Regions from separate parts of the Rattus norvegicus genome. Here region 2 is linked to region 1. The links are chromatin contacts, called in public HiChIP or PLAC-seq maps. All regions are on one chromosome and are shown on one strand. The core of a region is the stretch at or near the end of the contact, and the rest is flanking DNA. Distances in the headings are between cores, read along the strand shown. Region 1 has its middle 89 kb from the start of Ppp2r2b. Region 2 has its middle 26 kb from the start of Stk32a.

The links. HiChIP or PLAC-seq counts read pairs in DNA pulled down with a chosen protein or histone mark.
Region 2: a contact with region 1 is called in an H3K27ac HiChIP or PLAC-seq map of oligodendrocytes, with 6 times the contacts expected there. The contact joins two enhancer-like sites. A contact is called at or near these places in 3 of 12 Hi-C or Micro-C datasets (the A7r5 cell line, Schwann cells and prefrontal cortex) and 1 of 1 datasets of contacts at active chromatin or transcription factors (oligodendrocytes).

Annotation. Positions count from the first base shown.
Region 1 is chr18:35,252,888-35,255,414 of GRCr8, reverse strand. It overlaps a transcript of Ppp2r2b not described here. Among named protein-coding and RNA genes, the nearest start is that of Ppp2r2b, 89 kb to the right of the region's middle. Within about 2 kb of position 1,269, at least 15 of the 93 cell types and tissues checked have an H3K27ac peak or open chromatin away from gene starts, as enhancers often do.
Region 2 is chr18:35,482,901-35,485,427 of GRCr8, reverse strand. No RefSeq gene overlaps it. Among named protein-coding and RNA genes, the nearest start is that of Stk32a, 26 kb to the left of the region's middle. Within about 2 kb of position 1,262, at least 1 of the 93 cell types and tissues checked has an H3K27ac peak or open chromatin away from gene starts, as enhancers often do.

The DNA of each region.
Region 1 (2,527 bases), core at 20-2,519:
GTCCTTCTTACAAAGTGTCTCACACACAGACAGTTCTTTCTCAGCTCAAATTGGAGTCTTTCAGGTGTGGATGTCTCTGGAGTTGACCAGTGTCACCTTCTGGAATCTGGAATTGCTGCAAGGCGGCTGTTCATCACAGTATTGTCTAAAATCAGAGTACAGAACCCAAGGTTAACTGTATTTAAAGCAAAAAGTAAGTGCCAGAAACACATCCTTTTCTAACTGCTACAGTCAGTGTTAGTTATGCTCTAGGGACCCTAGATATTTGTATTCTGCATCTCGTCAAACACCACACCCAGTGACTTTAAAGTTGGCCAGAGTGTGTGTTTCTGAAAATTGGCAAACACTGAAAACCAGTGTTTGATTTACTGTTTTGTTTGTGTAGATTTAAAATACTAATGGAGGGACATAAATAATGAAGATTAAACTCAGAGATGTGCCATTGTGTCTGAATTCCTCCAGAAATGGTTGAGTCTGGTCCTTCCGTGCTGACACAATCATCTCATTTGACAAGTTATTGGAGTCATTGACAAATGTCATTGGCCTGTCTCTACACTTTCTTTTTTGTCTTACACATTAAAATGGGGAGGTGTCATTCAGCATTCATTCAGCACAACCCTGAGCACCTGTATTTCACCAACCACCAATGCATCCCTTGTCTAACTCATTTTGATGTCCCAACCTCTGGTGACAACCTGAAATAGACTGAGTTCTTGTTGCTAGATATTTATTCAAAATGTCTGAATACAGAGGTGCGTGCATATACTGAAGTATGTGTGAGTTAATATGATGAGACACAGAATTCCCTTCGAATATTGTTGCCTGGTGTTTCAAAGGAAGAGTTTAAGCAAGAAGGGAGTTGTCTGAACTGTTCCTCTTGGAATGACTTTGCCACTATCTTTGGATGATGGCCCCTTTGCTCAGATCTGGTGATCTGGGTCGTGCAATTTAATATGCACACAGAGGCAACTTTCCCAAAAGGCATGCGGGTGGCCCCCAAATAACTTAATTACTATGTAACTGGTAGGGTTATCCTAGATTCCTGAGGCCACACTTGCATCCCTCAGTGGTATGTGTTCCTTACATAAGCTGAGTGGGCTGCCTTTGGGAAAGGTCCAAGGAATCAAAGGGAAATTTTTTTTCTCTTCTCCATCGCTAGCTTACTTGCTGCAGTGAAGATATTTTTGGCTCTTGGCTGAGCTGGTCTCTCTTTTTGGCCCGTGTTCCCATAGGGAATTGCTGTTCCTACAGATGGAAACTAATTGAAGAGTAGCCGTAGGCTGAGACTGCAAACACAGAGGGAAGGGATGCTAGCTGCAGGATGCCCTGCATCCCCATGAGTACCAACCATGGTGCAGTTTCTAAGCTGCATAATTCTGGGAAGTGCTGTTACCATACCTGGAGATTTTTTTCCTAGGGCAGCCAAGGGAATAAACAGGACTTGTTTACTAATGGAGTGCCAGAGTTTGAGAGTGTATCTTGGAGGCCAGCTACCTACAATTGCTCAAACCAGGACTCAGATTTTGATCTGGGTTACCATGGGGAAGTTATTTAGCCTCTCAGAGCCAGGGTTCCTTGCTACAGAGATGGTAGAAATGGGAAAGGTTGTATTGGGCTATGCTAACATTAATGACTGCCATCAATGCCTACACCACAGTACCTCAGTGAATCACACAGTGCTTACATTTGATGTCAAGGCACTCGAGACAGCTAACAGTCAAGAGAAACATGACTACAGGAAATCCAGCTTAGACTTCTCCTGAAAGCAAGTTTCTCTCAGAAGCTCTGACAAAACTCGTCTGGATTTATAGGACAGAAATGTAAAATATTCATGTTCATTCTCATGTCCAAACCTATGTACTACAGGGAAGGGACCAGAGCCCTTCAAACCCAGAGAGATTTTAAGCCTGAGTGGAGTGTCTTAGGGGAATTGCTTTCAGATCTGTACAATGGGTGTTTTGTGACTATTATAAGAGACAGGGTCGAATGAGTCCTGGAGGTGTAATTCTGACAAAGAGGAACTGTGATTGTTGGCCTAAGAAAATTGCTTCTGGGATCTAGACATCTCTGATCCTAAAAGGCAGTGACATTACCCTTACCAACCCAGGTGACTACAAAGATTAAAGGAGGTGATATATGCAATTATACACCTGGAAAATTAGGACGAATAGCTGTGCTTCTGGCCATTGCCATCATTAACGTTTTCTACTGGCTAAATATGTTTTGATCACCTAGTATGGCCAGGCAGACCTGTAATGAGTGTGAGATAGACCTAAAGGGAGAGGCTGCTCAGCTTTGCACTCTGAAAGAAAGCTTCCTTCCATCCTAGTTAGGGATAGAGGACACACACACACACACACACACACACACACACACACACACACTCACCTGAAAACATAAGTAAATAACTCACACGATCATAGGCTTCGTCTGTAAAGATATCTAAGACGAGGTGAAGGCTATCTTTGGGTCAAATTACCTGGCCATCGCCAATCCTAAAGGAAAGACCAGTTTTATCTCTGCATCC
Region 2 (2,527 bases), core at 13-2,512, 230 kb before region 1:
ACCCATTGTGAATGGGGCAGATGACTCTGGAAGTAATGTTTTAAAAGCTGTTCATGGAAAACATACACACACACACACACACACACACACACACACACACGCGCGCGCGCGCGCTCACGCACACGCACACGCACTGCACCCATAACATGCACAGAGAAATCTAAATCTTACATATGGGAGAAAACATTGATATTTGTCTTTTTATTTTGATCCAGTCCACTTAATACACTGATCTCCAGTTCCATATTTTCCCATGAAAATATCAAGATTTCATTTTTCTTTATAACCGGGTGCACATAGAATACAGCAACTTATAACTCAGGCTTATTGATGAGGAAGTAGATTCCAATAGCTTAGCGGGTAGATATGTGCCCAGCTCTAGTGATTAAGGCTTATTACAAATATAAAAGTTGTGTCTCTTTTATCTGGGAACTGAATGAACAAAGGCAGGGTAGAAACCCCTGCTTGAAATTAAATAATTTCTATAGTGCTCTAACTCATGTTGCAACTTAATCTCATCCTGCTAATGGTGAGAGGGAACTTTGAGTGAGGAGGTTATCCTATGAGCGGTTTGCTCCCACCAAGAGGAGAGAGATTTTAGATTCCTTTAACCCCGTATGCTTACACCCACCTCCTTCCTCACAGAAGAAGGCTCCAAGGATCATCTAGGAAGCCAAGACCTCACCCTCACCAGACTTGGTCTTACAGATGCCCAATCCCTATAAGAAATGAGTGTCTATGGTTTATAATTTCCAAAGTCTAAAGCATTTTGTTACAGCAGCAGGAAATGACTAAGACGTTCACCTTCATAATTTACACTATATTTCCCACATAGCGACCAGTTCATAAAAGTATAAATCATATCATAAAAATATAAACTTGATTGTTAACAGTCCTTTGGTGATTGCCTGTTTTTGGAATGCATACCAAACTCACCACAATGGTTTATGCAACTTGATGTGGTCTAACTCACTGAGATGTGGTTTGATGTGATCTAGCTCACTGAGATGTCTCCCAATTTCTTCATTGCTTAATGCACTTCAGTTACCCTGAGCTGCTTACCCATCCTTGGTTCTTCCCAAGTCCTTATCTGACCAATGCTTTTCACATGCCCACCCTTCTGGCTAGGATCTTCTTTCTTGGTTACTCATAGAAAAAGCTGCTTTTCTCTTTGCTTCAACTCCCCAATAACACAGAGCATCCGTGGTCATCTCCATCAGTGAACGCTCCCCACTCACTATAAAATAGGTTTATTTCCACCATAACCCAAAAGTTTAATTCATCCCAAATGGAAACTACATCCCTAAGACTTCTAAAGAAAGATAAACTCTCAAGAGTAGGCAAGATAGATCCAAATAGCTGTCTATTGGCTTTAAGAGTCATACTGTTTCAGTGGAACAGCACTGGCTGTAAGTGGACAAATTTGTTTCAGTTAAGATAGACTCTCACACTTGAGAGGCTAATGCTATCCCATAATTATTTAAAACTTCATCAAATCTCAAATAAATACTCATAGTATTTGAAATCATATACTTTCTTATAAATATTCTCTTTCTTCCTCAGAAAGTATTCCAAGTGACTTGCCAAACCACTGGTCAATAGAATGCTCCGTCCTTGGTGAAATAGAGCAATCTCTGTAGTAGATTTCCTTTGTTCTGGTCTTCAGATATATAAAAAGAGAAGATGGGCCTGACAATAATGCATTTAGCTGGAAATAAGATGTGAATTCTGGGAAAGCAATCTAATTGCCCAGTTGGAAGCTATCCCAGATCTGCAAAGCTTACTCTTTAAAATAAAGGACCATGTTCTAAGAAATTGAAAGGCTGCCTGTAAATCACAGTGATTTCCCCTCCCATCTCAAGAATGACAGGTTCTGTTATACAGGAAATAAATCATCTCAATCTTGTTAAGTTCTCAGTGCAGAACCACAGCAAACAAAGCCTGTAACCATCACACACTGATCCACTTACTGCACATGGACTAACTTCACATGTTCTATTACTCTGTGCTTAGTGACCTCAGTCCTGCCATGGTGCTAAGTACTGTGTGCTCCTTGTATTTTTCGTTTTCTACAGAAGCCCTATTTCTTCCACCCAACAGATTATACTTAGCCTTGAGACTGGGGATGACTTGGCCAACACAAAACAATTAAGAAGAATTAAAGTCGAGACCCTATCTCAAGTATGGTGCAACTTTAGAACCCCAAACACAAGCGTTTCCATTACACTCACTGACTCAGGGAAACAGTATAGCATGATGCCACGTTCTCAGAAAAAAAGTAATACTACCATAGCCTTGCTTTCTTTATTATTATTATTATTATTATTATTATTATTATTATTATTGGGTTGCTTACTAGATAGAAGTATAAACAGAAATCTAGGTAGGTTTTCATTTTTACAACCCATATAAAACTGTAAAACCAAAATATGGTTGAAAATTTAACAAAGAAAACAGACAAAATACAAATGGACAAAATTTAGTGAAGGAAGTGGGTCTCATTTTACAGAAATTAAACTGTCACTCA